Linked DNA regions of Mus musculus: region 2 is linked to region 1. A link is a contact called in public Hi-C data. All regions are on one chromosome and are shown on one strand. The core of a region is the stretch at or near the end of the contact, and the rest is flanking DNA. Distances in the headings are between cores, read along the strand shown. Region 1 has its middle 27 kb from the start of Klf6. Region 2 overlaps Gm46401 (a long non-coding RNA gene).

The links. Hi-C and Micro-C count contacts between places; a contact is called where the count stands out from the background.
Region 2: a Hi-C map of epidermal suprabasal cells shows a contact between it and region 1, with 2.3 times the contacts expected there. The contact joins two enhancer-like sites. A contact is called at or near these places in 9 of 39 promoter capture datasets (the 3T3-L1 cell line, 3T3-L1-derived adipocytes, the HPC-7 cell line and 6 more), 1 of 15 datasets of contacts at CTCF or cohesin (the NIH/3T3 cell line), 12 of 484 Hi-C or Micro-C datasets (the AML12 cell line, the C2C12 cell line, bone marrow-derived macrophages and 8 more) and 3 of 115 datasets of contacts at active chromatin or transcription factors (CD8 T cells, bone marrow-derived macrophages and pancreatic cancer cells).

Annotation. Positions count from the first base shown.
Region 1 is chr13:5,884,697-5,891,761 of GRCm38.p6, reverse strand. No RefSeq gene overlaps it. Among named protein-coding and RNA genes, the nearest start is that of Klf6, 27 kb to the right of the region's middle. Within about 2 kb of position 4,756, at least 111 of the 459 cell types and tissues checked have an H3K27ac peak or open chromatin away from gene starts, as enhancers often do. A contact at or near this core is called in epidermal suprabasal cells, where this site is marked.
Region 2 is chr13:6,003,036-6,009,661 of GRCm38.p6, reverse strand. It overlaps Gm46401 (a long non-coding RNA gene), which reads right to left. Exons shown (of 6, transcript XR_001780857.1): 4 at 4,654-4,721; 5 at 2,091-2,201. Among named protein-coding and RNA genes, the nearest start is that of Gm46401, 91 kb to the right of the region's middle. Within about 2 kb of position 4,936, at least 4 of the 459 cell types and tissues checked have an H3K27ac peak or open chromatin away from gene starts, as enhancers often do. A contact at or near this core is called in epidermal suprabasal cells, where this site is marked.

The DNA of each region.
Region 1 (7,065 bases), core at 3,507-6,006:
TTAACCAGAAATCAGCTAGACAAAGGAATGGCCTTCTGTGAAATTGCTGCCTATTTGCAGACGTCACCATTTCCGTAAGGAGGACCCTACTTTGAAGTTCTTCTTCCAGGATTCACAGCCCCATGTCTTAGAAGGGCCTAGAGAGAGAGGCCCTTTCCACTGGGGACAGGGCATATCCTTCTATTTTGATTTTCCCCTTATGTGTTAATGTTCTTGCTTGGTTAATCAAGTGATGTATTTTAAAGATTTTTCTCGGGAAGTGTAGTTTCCCTAAAAGGAAAATAGAATTCTCTATTATTCATCATGCATGAATGTCTGAAGCTAATTCACTTACTAATAGGCAAACACCGAGACTGTGGAAGGACCTGTAGGATGTAATTAAACTCACAGAATGATCTCCCAGAAGGAGAAGACTTCCTGTCACAAATGAAGGACCACTGTGGAGTCTTTTCCAGGTGCTTGGATCTCTGAAGAACAAGGCAGGTCCTGCCTCTGCCCACAGAGCTTTGTACCTTGTGACATTGTCATTTCCAATAGCAGAATATACTGGCTTTTGAAAACCTAGTCTCCCAAGAGAATGATAAAAGAAAAGTCAGCTGCTTCATCGCTGTTTGGTTCTGCTGTTATTGAAGCTATCTATTTTAATTATTTCAATCAATGGTGTTATTATGTTTATTCTCTGGAACTTTAAGCAAATGCAATAATGTGAAAAATCCAATAAATATATGAAGGGAGATGAAAAACGAGGAACTTTGTGTTTTCTAGGCAGGAAAAAAAAGCAAAACAAAACAAAAACACATAAACAAAATCCAAAAACAAGAGCTGCAGCACCAGGCTTTCTCGTCTCCTATTTCCTCTGGCTGCATTGGACCATGTGCATGCAGCTTTGCAACAGAACAGCAGTCGCCTAGTTGACCCTTCAATGAGTTAAGCTTACATCTGCACCTGTATTCTCTCTCCTAGAGGAACAATTGACCTTCACTAAGGCTCCATAAGGGAGAAACTAGGAAAGGATGCTGAAGAGTGAAAGGGTCCTAGTGGGTCTCTGTGTGTCTTTCATGTCAGAGACAATTATATCAAAAGCAAACCCCCTTCAGCTTTAAGGCAATAGACACCCACTATTTGCTTTTTATGTAAGTTCTAGAAATCAAACCTTGTCTTCACACTCATGAGGCAAGCACTTTACAAAATGAGCTTTCTCCCAGACCCACAAAGTATCAATAATGACTGCTCAAGATTGCTAAGCAGCATCAAAAACAAAACAAAACGAACCATTTTGTTTTGTTTTTTGTTTTTGTCTGTCCCTACCAATCTTCTTTTTTAGTTTGCTTTGTTTCGTTGTTTGGTTTGTTTTTTGTTGTTGTTGTTGTTGTTGTTGTTGTTGTTGTATGTGTGTGTGTGTGTCTTCACCATGGCAACAGCAAATTAGCTTTTGAAATAAAGGGCCTACTCCAGCACTGTTCATGAAAGTGTCGTTTGTCATCATTAGTAGAAAAGGGTGATTCTAAGAAGGAGAGTGCTAACAGCCCTCCCACCATGCTTAGACTTCTCAGAACCACAGAGAACAAAATGACTCAACAGACCTCTCATAGCAGCCTGTGTGTGCCATCCTTCCTCAGATGGCAGTTCAAAATAGGGTGTCATATTCGAGCAATCTGAAGTTTCTAATATATAAGGGAAGTAAGTGAGATGGAAAGATGCAAACATTGAAGAGATGTAGGGAAGAAAAGAAAACAGAGGGGGAGAGGGAGCATAGAAAATAGCTTATTTAGCAAAGTCATTGTTGTTTAGAGAGAAGATCTCTGATAGCTCAGGTTGCCCACGAACTGGGTGACGTGGGGCTGAGGATTGTGGTGACCTGGAACTCTTTAATTTTCTTGCTTTCTTCCTTGGAGTCCTGGGTCTACAGGCTGGTGAACATGACCTTGGTTTAAGGTGGTACTAGAGATTCAATCCCGAGCCTGTGGTCTGCTATGTCAGCACTCTACCTACTGAGTCCAGCACAAAACAACGTCTGCATATTAGTTGCACAAGAGTAAACGCTATGCCAAAGTTTTCTCTCATAACCCTCCCATGACAGAGCTAAATGGATAGTTTCAAAAGAGTGGCCAAGTGGACTAAAGGCTATTTGAATCTGTAGGCTTTAGAGCCTGCATATAGAAGAATATAGGAGAGACTCTTGACAGGGAAATGTAGGACTAAGAGATACTAGAGGATAAAGGGAGAGTAGTGAAAGTCCACTGACTAAGGAAAGCATTCGAAAATGAAATGTTGAATTATGGTCATGGTACTTGAGCTGGCTCCTAGTGACAGGAAGTTTAGGTTCAGGTCTGATTTAGAAATATATAGAAAGTTCTCCCTGCCTTCACGTTGCCCCAAGCTCTCCAGTGTTTCTGGAGCTAAGGAGTTTGTATATATCACGTTCCACGCATCTGAAGACATACAAGAATGAGTGCAGGAGCACTTCCTGCCTCTTCCCGTTTTCTAGCAGGCACTTTTCTTGGGAGGAGACCTAGACCTCAAGATGCAGCAACAGACCAGTTTCAGGTTACAGCATCAAAGGCTATTTGATCAGAGACACTGCATTCTTGGTTACTCTCCACGTTTGCTCAATTGAGCAAATTTTTTAAAAAGATTTTTTACATTTTTGATTTCTAAATATGATCCAGACAGTTCTGAATGTCTAGTTGGATATGATCAAATGATCTGTGGTTCTGGTAAAGATCCTTGGAAACTGATGACACAAACTGCAGAGGAGAAAGAGAAGTTGGTCTCCTTCAACATCTTCATTCTGAGTGAACATCACACTTCCCCAAACACAGTTTGGGGCTCAAGCCAGTATTGCTTTTTCAAACCACTTATTTGGCCCTATGAGTTAGACAACCTGAGGCCAGTGAAGGGCAATCTCTTCTTTCAAAGGAGCAGAGATGCATACTCCCCATTTCGTTTCCTTCTGCCTTTCCTTTTTTCCTTTCTTCCTCCCCACTTCCTCCCTTCATCCTTCCTTCCTCATTCCCTCTTCCTCCCTTCCTCCCTCCCTCCTTCCTTCTTTCCTTCTTCTTCAGTTTCTTCCTCTTTCCCTCCTTCCTTCTTCTTCCTTTCTTCTTTCCATCTCCCCCGCCCCTCTCTCCCTATTTCTTTTAGTTTCCTTTGCCTCCAGCGTTTCATCTGAACTGGAAACATCTGATGACTTTCCACTTCTCCTGAGCCTTTCTTGGTCAGTTCGTGGTTCAGCCACAGATCCATGTACAACTGAAATGACAACCTCTTGCATTTACTCCTTCCTCATTTGCTCTCAGACCTCTGGTTATGCGTGAGGGTGTGGGAGAGACTGCACACACCACTAACACAGCCCTCCCTCCTCCCTCCACAAGAGCTCCCTAACGAACTGAAGACCTCCATCAAGACATGGTTGCCCCCCAAATGCCCCTGATGGAAGACACTGGGGGGACCTTGATGGTCTTAGAGCAGCGGTTGGTCATCAGGGCTGTATACAAATGCCCAGAGGCTGGACTCAGCAATAAACTTGTTTCAGGAAATGAAAGACGGAACCCATGGTTTCAACCAAGTTAGGGCAGAACTGAAAGTCTGCAAATAAAACTTATAGATCCTTAATCACAGCTTTCGCTCCACTCAGGTGGTAGAAAAACAATGTCGTTCTCTAAGAGACTGTTTTTTTTTTTTTCTTCAAGACCTCTTGAATAAACACACCGTGTAAAAATATTTATCATGTCAATATGGTTTAATAAGCATTCATTATTTATTGGGCTTCTGAGTGCTTAGGCAATACTACAATTAACTTTGCAGATTTGATTGGTTTTGATTGGAGGTCATTGGAAGGCAAGCTTGTACTTGTCTTAGCAGAAACAGGCAGAGCAATAGGCTGGATTGAGGCCTGAGAATGTTTGAGCAAGTCCCAAACTCTCTGGGAAATAAAAACCGTAACAGCTCCATAGTTGAATTAAGTACGAGATAAAAATCACATTGGCAAGAGCAGCGAACACCAGGATCAAACCACCTCTCAAACAAATTATTCCAGGAATAAATTAATCTCCCTGATGCTCATCTGCAGAACCGATGTGAAAGAGTTGTCACTTCCATGCTTGTCACTCACGGGGCTCAAGATTCCAACACACTAAACAGACCCTGCAGCAGGAGGACAGTGAGCGACACTTTCTAGTAATGTTTCACTCTGTCTAGTTACTACCACCCAGAGCATTCTTTTTCCCTGAATAATTCTTTGATTTCCTCTAGAACAATTATATTCTGTAAACAATAAAGGAGAGAGAATTAATATTTGCTGAGTACATATATCATATAATCTCAATAATATTTTGGGGTGAAAGAATTTTTCTATTCTTATATATTTCATTAAGAATACAAATAGGCCAAGAGTGGCTGGTGACGTATCAATTAGAACACAGGTCTCCATCCCCAAATCACTTTGTCTATCCATTCTGCCTCCTACGAGATAAGACATTACCCAACAATATATATTTAGAAGGACACTCCTTGCATATCGATCATCCTTGTCAGCAGGGTTCTTCCTTTTTGAGGAAGAAAGGTGTGGTGTCTCGTACACATACCTCAGAACAGAAGCTCAAGCCCAGGGAATCCTGTCAGGCTGTCATTGCTGGAGCTTCACTGATTTTCCCAGAACAGAAATAATGAGCATTGGAAGTACTGAGGCTCAGTGGATGGCCACACCCAGGTACCCGTCTTCTGACTCATGGACCATTGTAGGGTGTGAGGTGAAGTGAATCACCACATTCTTTCTCAATCATCCTACACAGACTGGACTCCTTGGGTTGGGAAGTAGGTCTAAGAACAGCATCTACACTTAAGTAGACACATTTAAAGAACAAGTACGCTACAGTCCAGCAAGGTCCTGGGTATAGTAGATACGGAAATACCTGAACTATAGAATAATAGTCTTATGTAATTCAAGAGAATTGGGATATTTGAACATAAAGGACTTCAGTCTCAGGTGTGATCAATAACCCTTATACTCTCAGGTGATGTTAAAGAGTGATTTGTGATTGCACTTAATGGATAGAATATGAGGTCATTGTAATAAAATGGCCAAAAGCCATGAACTTCTCAGGGGTTTCTCACATAGGAATAGGAAAAATATTTTTCATCTTACAACTTTCAAACTTGGTTTCTTTTCTTTTGTTGTTGAAATGTGGGAAATGATTTATTATTGACAACTACACAAAATCTTGCTAGCATCTTCTCTACTGATCTTTAGTAATCTCTGCTAGGAAGTGGATGGCACGAGGTCAATAAGGTCAGTAGTCAGCCTTATAAAAACATTTGGAAATTGGTAATAATCCTTCACATTTCCTGACTGGAAACAGACAGGCGGGGTCTCCACTTGTGTTTTCCAAACTTAGCTACACATTAGTCCACTTTCTACCATCTATTTGTTTTCACAGTATCTGGTCCTAGTAACTATTGATCGTTATTGCTGCTGTTGTAGTTTTGAGGGAGGGTCGGATGTTGCCCATGCTGGCCCTGAATGATCCTGAATTTCTGATCTTCTCTCTACCTTACAGACATGCACCACTATACCCAGTTGTGCACAGTCCTGGTCATCCAAGTCAGGCTGCCATTCATGCTGGGTAAGCCCTCTGCCAAATTGAGCTACATTATTAAACTGGTTTGTTCAGTGTCTAAAATGAACTCACATGTCTAATCAATGTACGATGGTGGATCTCACCAGCAAGGTGGGTCAACTTGGACAGTACAAGTTCCGATAAGCAATCTTAGAAAAATAAGGCTGTTGTCCTACACAGAGGGAAGACTGTATGGTTACCTGTCATTTAAGTGTAAGGTACAAAGCAACATATAAAACACACGTTAGAGATAATCTCCCAGAAAAGTAGCTCTGATTATTCTTGGTGCTGTTACAAGAAGTCTGGACCTGGTCAGGCTCCTCACCAGGGTTTGTGGCAACCACCAATGGCATTGAAGTCAGTTTTGACAACAGAAAGATTTGTTCAGAACTGGTTCTGTAGTAGATTCCCAAATGCTGCGAAAGGCTAATGGTTGAGCACTTACTTAACACATGGGAAGCCTTGAATTCTGTTCTCAGTGTATATTTGTGTACATGTACATCCTAAAAGAAAAAAGAAAATACAACTTAAGAAGTAATAATATCTTCCTTTATTATTTTTATATATACTCCAGCAACTGACAATGCACAGCAAGCAACCGTATATGTTTTTTTTCCATTTTTTATTAGGTATTTAACTCATTTACATTTCCAATGCTATACCAAAAGTCCCCCATATCCACCCACCCCCACTCCCCTGCCCACCCACTCCCCCTTTTTGGCCCTGGTATTCCCCTGTACTGGGGCATATAAAGTTTGCAAGTCCAATGGGCCTCTCTTTCCAGTGATGGCCGACTAGGCCATCTTTTGATATATATGCAGCTAGAGTCAAGAGCTCCGGGGTACTGGTTACCTCATAATGTTGTTCCACCTATAGGGTTGCAGATCCCTTTAGCTCCTTGGCTACTTTCTCTAGCTCCTCCATTGGGAGCCCTATGATCCATCCATTAGCTGACTGTGAGCATCCACTTCTGTGTTTGCTGGGCCCCGGCATAGTCTCACAAGAGACAGCTACATCTGCGTCCTTTCAATAAAATCTTGCTAGTGTATGCAATGGTGTCAGCATTTGGATGCTGATTATGGGGTGGATCCCTGGCTATGGCAGTCTCTACATGGTCCATCCTTTCATCTCAGCTCCAAACTCCGTCTCTGTAACTCCTTCCATGGGTGTTTTGTTTCCAAATCTAAGGAGGGGCATAGTGTCCACACTTCAGTCTTCATTCTCCTTGAGTTTCATGTGTTTAGCAAATTATATCTTATATCTTGGGTATCCTAGGTTTGGGGCTAATATCCACTTATCAGTGAATACATATTGTGTGAGTTTCTTTGTGAATGTGTTACCTCACTCAGGATGATGCCCTCCAGGTCCATCCATTTGGCTAGGAATTTCATAAATTCATTCTTTTTAATAGCTGAGTAGTACTCCATTGTGTAGATGTACCACATTT
Region 2 (6,626 bases), core at 3,687-6,186, 120 kb before region 1:
AATTACACTCCCTGTTGAACTCCCATGGTGATAGAGCACACGGCTTATAAAAACAGAGAGCCAGAAAAACATCTTTAGGAAAGTAAAATCTGGCCTGAAAAACTGGCATAGATCACACCTGAGTGGGTCTTGAATTATAAGGCAGAATGTGCTAAATGAGTAACTAACTGGGGTTATTACAAAGTCAGATGTAGGGGTTTGTGAATCCACTGACCATGTTGATGGGCTCATGAAGGATACAGAAAACTCAAACTCCTTTATCAAATGCTCATTTTAGTTGATATAATAAAGGTGTGTGGAATGGAGAGAAGACTACTGTCAGCAAGTATTCAGCTACTGCTATCACAAAAGAAAAATAATAAACTAAGCTAAGTGTGTAGCAGAGAGAGAAATTACATCTGAGGCAAGTCTGGAAGCATAGGCCTGAAATTTAAGACATTCTGGAGAATGACTCTCAAAGAGTGTCAGCAGGAAAGTTCAAGGCTAGATTACGCTATTTAGCAGGACTATATTTCCAAATATTTGTTTTAAATGAAAAGAAATGATGTAATTTTATTATAATTTCAAAAATAAAAGAAGAACACTGAAAAGAGGGTTCCTTTTTCCACATTAGCTTGTCTTTTGGCATGGGTATCATTCAAATCTTGTTTGGGAAGTCATAGTGTTCAGGTATCCTGGCAGTAATTTCTCTTTTCTTTCTAGGAAACATAATCTCATAGCCAACTTCCAGGTTCTTTGGCCCTTCATCTTTCTATTCTCTCTTCTGAGAGTACCATGGGCCTTAAATGTTTTCCTAGCCAGAGAACTATAGGCAGCTGATGACCTCTGGGTGGAGGAGAATTAGCCTCTCCCAGGAATGAGCATCCTAATTGGTTTTCTAATACAAAGTGGTCACCCCTAAAACCATATTCATACAAGCAACACCAAATGGACTCAATGGGTTACATTTATAGAATGCTGCACATATATATGTATATATATGTGTGTGTGTGTGTGTGTGTGTGTGTGTAAACATATATATGTAGCAATAATAATCAAAGTAAAAGAGGCTGTCAATTTGAGAGGGAGTGGTGTATATGAGAGGCATTGAAGGGAGAGGACATAGAATGGTTTGGGAGGGAGGAAGGAGAAGGGAAAGGAGAAAGTAATATTATAAGAAATTAATTAAAATTTATTTTAAAAGAAAGATTTTATTAAATGAGGGCAGTATTGGAATATATGAGGCTGTAGAGGTGTAATGCTCCATGATACTGAAATAAGTTTTAAAATATTTCAGTGATATATGATGATGTGTGTGATGATCAACCACATTCCTCATAATAGAGACTAACTTCCACTGTGAGACATTTTGTCTAAGAATTATGTGCACTGTGAGACAATTTGCCATTTCAAAAGTCTAAGTGTTATGTAATGTACTTTTCCTGGAGAGACTCAATGTACATGTATACTTGCCTCAGATAGGAAGCCACAAAAGACCAAATTATGGCTATCACTCAAGTCAAACTTGGTGAATTAATGAGTTTTATTGGGGTTACTTACAGAAATATGGGCTAGGGGTTACTTATAGTAGCAGACTCAAAACTGCTGCATCATCAGAGTCCACCCTAGGATGAATGAGAGTTGGCAAAACCTGAGCACCTGGAACACATTGCACAGCCATCAGGCAGCTCCAAATGTTGGAAAGTGTCTTTTCCAAGTGACTAAGTTGGTCTAACCATTTTCCATACAGCTCTGCTAGTTTCTGATTCTTCTAGAAAGCTGTTCTGGTCTTTGATGATTCTTTCCAACTTGCATTGTTGGATAATGACTATCAGAAGTTTTCATTGTTTACTCTAGAGAAGGAGTAGACTACTGAATCTGGTCAGTTTCAGGAACTTCCTGAAGCAGTTTCGAGTTGTTTACTTTCTGGATTAAGGAGCTTTTCTGAAGGATGGAATGTTTTAATATTGAAGGAAATTGCTACAAATTGATTGCATGGCTATCAGGTAAAGATATTATTTTCACACACACACACACAAAGCCCAACCTGCAATTCACAAAACTGATGCATTTCACATAGTTTAATGAATAAATAGCTGTTTGGCACCTACTCGATGCTAGGTTATGCCAGGACTGTGAACAGATGAGTTCTGTTGTACTGCCTGTATCTTGAGGAAAAGAAGAAAGAGTCAAAACATCACTTGCACTGGAAATTGATGGAACTGTTGGGAAACAGAAGAGAAGAGGGATAGGGTATCAGATCATAAATAGGATGATCAGGCAAGTCCACATACAGCTGGAAGACTCAGAGTCAAGAGCTGGGATAAATGGGTAGAAGATTCCATGCAGAGAGAACATATAAACAAAACTTTGACAGGAGAAAGAGCCACTGAAATGATAAGAGAAGATGGGAATTTAGTGAGTACAGGAGAGGGAAGCAGAGCTAGAGGTTCATGGGGGATCCATATCTCATAGGTATGTAGGGACTCTGAATGGAAGCCATAGAAGGATTTATACAGCATGGACCATTATGTAATCGACTTTATTTTTATGTGTTGTGTGTATAGTGTATGTATGCAGGTATATATAGCCTTGAACATGCCAAAGGCAGAAGATAACTCTATCCCTCTCTGCCTCATCCCCTTAAAAGAGAGCATAGCACTGAACTAGGATTTGAGCTAGTAGCCAGAGAACCTCCTGCTTGCCTCTTGTGATGTGACAATTACAAGTACAGATGCAGCTTTCATATGCTTGGTGGTGGTTTGAATTCGGGTCTTCTTGCCGTGTAGCAAATTCTCTTACCCACCGAGACATCTCCTGTGGTTTATATTTTTAGGACAGGCTCTTATTCTGTAGTCTAGATGGCTTTGAACTTAGTATGTAGCTAGACTAGCATTGAACTCATGGCAAACTTCCTGCCTCAGACTCCCAGATGCCAGGAACACAGATGTGAGCCATCATTTCTGGCTTGTCACCAGATTATATAAATAATCATTTATATATGATTATTCTGCCTGCTGTTTTGATGGTACTCCAAAGGGTAAGGGCAGAATTGGAAGGTGGTCGGATGGGGAGTCCAGATAGATGCTAAATGGTGGAGCTTGGGTGAATGAGGGAGAGTGGCCAGAGGTTAGACACCTTCAAAGGTAGTGTTGGCTAAATTTGTTAAAAGTTATATGAGATATAGATGAGAATGTCTTGGAATTCGTTCTGAGTAGCTGGGGAAGATTTATTTCTATCCCATGAGTCAGAAAATGAAGGAAAGGACAAACTTGCTAGGACAGCCCATGGTTGCTTAATCCTTGTGTAATTTTCCTTTCTCCTCCCAAGCACCTATAGGTAAGCCTTTATAACCCTCAGAATATGGAAAAAAGCTAAAAAGGAATGGATGCTTCCAGGTCTAGAATTGTACTTTTAAAGACTGGAGCTTGTCCTGTTAGAAAAGTCTTACTCTCGTGGGCTTTGATGAAGGAAGCTGCTATGCTTTGTCTGCTACATGGCAAGCACTTGAAAGAAGCTACTAGCTATAGATACCAAGAAATCAAGACCCTCCATCTAGCCATCTGGAAATCACTGAGTGTTGCCAAGTACCAGCAGAGCTTGGCAGTGTGCCTTTCCCTAGTCACACCATAGGTAAAACTACACACCCAGCCAATCTGGAGAGAGAGCTGAATGTCCATGTTCATCACAGCACAAATCAGATTAGCTGAATTACGAAAGTAAAGTGTTTATCAACTGATACATGATAAATAAATCACTATACACATGCGCGCGCGCACACACACACACACACACACACACACACACACACACACATACACACACATGGTCACTATTAAAAGGAAGAAAATGTTGTTATTCATGACAACATAAACGAATTAGAGGAAATATTGTAAGGAGAAATTTTTTAAAAGGTACAGAAAGATACCATATATATATATCATATATAATATATATGGATATGTGTGCGATATGTGATAGTAGAAAGGTATGGATGAAGTTAGAGTGTACAGAGATCTCAGTGGATATAGCACTTTTCATGCAAGTACGAAGACCAGAGTTTGAGTCTCCAAAACCCCACATAAAAGCTATGTAGGTATCCTATAATCCCTGAAATAGGAATGCAGAGACAAGGGATTCCCAAGGTAGATAGGCTAGCTGATTGGTAGGCTATGGTTCAGTAGAAAGATCCTGACTCAGTAAAGTGCAGACTGATCTGATCAAGGGAGGTCCTTGATGTTGATATTGAGCTTAAGGGTATGGGGGACTTTTGGGATAGCATTTGAAATGTAAATGAAGAAAATACCTAATTAAAAAAAAAAGAGAGCTAAATAAAAAAACAGTTAAAGTTAAAAATAAAAATTCAGAGCACAGATATGCATGTGCACCTGCACACATATGTATCCATTCATATCTTATACACACACAAAAGTCACAGTAAACAATACAATTTTACTCACCTACTTATTTCATGTGACTGCTGTCTCATTAGCTTGTAAGCTTTGGGGAAAGAATGGCATTTTGCTTGCTTATTCCAGTGACACGTATACAATGTGACATATTGCAGATATTCAATAAATACTCGCTGATTGAATAAGTAAGTGAGTAAAATGTCACAGTCAAGAAGACCTTTAAGAGGAGATCCATCTCCTCGAAGGGTCATGGGCATGCTACCTTTTGTGAGTGTTTTTAAGCTTAATCCTGAGTTTGCAAATCTCTTGGTGGATGCATCCAGGATCATCCTGAAAAAAAAAAAAAAAGGAGAGTTTAAAAAATCATTCCATTGAGCACAGGAGCTGGTAACAAGATTGGCAGGTCTTGCTCTTTGGAAGCGGAGATATGAAGACATCTTCCCACCCATGGGTGTTTCTTTCAATTTCCTGCTGTCAGGATAGAGCAGGTCCAAAATGAAATGAAAACCTTTGTTGTAATCAGGTGTAAAGATCTTCTTTTCTAGGATCAGAGAGTCAGATTAAGTAACCATATGTTATTCATTAACATATAAACTAAAGCAAGAAAGAAAAAGCAATGTGGTTTGCTCAGTGAGTGATTTTTATTATACAAATGGCAAATGCCAGTCAGAGTTTTCTGACAGTAGCTACAATAATCTCCTGCCTCCCAACTATGCACAGCCTTCTGAAATTTCTTCAAGTTTTGATCAAAGAATGGCTTCTAGTCTTCCTCTTTTTTATAGAAGAGCTCACTAAACCACCAACTGGTTCCTAGGGATGTTACTTTAAGGCTGAGAAGAAGGATAGCTGAGCATTCTAACCAGAACAGCACACATAACAGAGAGCCCTGACCCACCTACAGCCTTGGGAGCCACGTGAGAAAAGACTAAGGCCACTATGGAGTTCTCTACGTATCCAAAACAAAATACCATAGGTGGGGCATATTAAACAACAGAAATTGTGTCAGCACTCTGGAGACCAGTAATCCATGATTAAGGGATCTGAGGTGCCTCTCCTTGGGATGTAGATCTTTGCATTGTTCCAGTCTTCCTGGGTGATCCCTCTGTGTATACCCAAGCCTTTTTCTTACAAGGAAATTAGTGACTAGCTCTGAGCCCACCCTGATTATCATATTATAGACCAATCACCTCTTTAAGGTTCTGTCAATACTATGGTTATATCCTCAGTTACTGGAAAGCAGGTCTTCAAAATACAGATTTGAGATGACTCAGGTTAGCCAAGGACAGTCTGGTTGAGGTAACAGTTAAAAACCAGCACAAGTTGCAGCCCATGAACTAATAGGCCAAATGCCTTCAAATGACTTCTAGCTATGGGACCACCACAACCGGAGCTAGACACCAAGAACAGAGACAAATTGTCATGCTCTACCTGTGTGAGCTGCTGACCTGCAAGATCTACAAGGGTGTTCATAGCACTGAGCTCCGGTTGACAGGATAGCTTGTTCTTTGACAGTATCAATTGCAAGAACACCTCTGATAAGAACAGGGGTGACGAGTCCTCATGTTCTCATTCAGTTCTTCACTGTATAATGTGCACACCTCAAGGTGAAGAAGTTGAGGCATTAAAACAACTACCCAAAGGCACATAGTAGCTAAGTGGTGATACAGATTTGTACCCAGTATGTAACTTTCAAGTCTTTCCTAATGCAAAGTCAGTCTATCTGATGCATAGAAAGTCGACCAATGATCCCCCCTGCCCACATTAAGACTGCTGTCACTGTCACATGCCCCGGCCTGCATGTCTACACAACTCAGATGATACCTAGTACACTTGTGATCTAGGGTCTTTCCAAGGAGGCATGGCACACGGCAGCAGTACTTTCTCAGCCACAGGGATGGCCATGGGAGCAAGGCCTGGGAGCCAAAATGACTTCAGACAGCTTCACACTTGGAGCTATTCCTAGCTGTACATCTGGTACAGTCTTCAAGGCCTGAAATGAAGACTTCTCAGGGACACATATGTGAATATGTATAGGAAGGACTCATTCCACAAAGCTGCAGAGAGCTCCCTGTTGTCCCATAAGCTGAGTTCCCTCCAGGTGCCTATCAACCTGGGCTATCCTTCAGAGACAGATGACACCAGGTCCATAGGGCCTCACTGCAGGTTTGCATTCTACCAGAGAATAAGCAGAAAAACCCTGCTCAGGGTTATTTTAACTGGGTTTGCCTTCTAGTT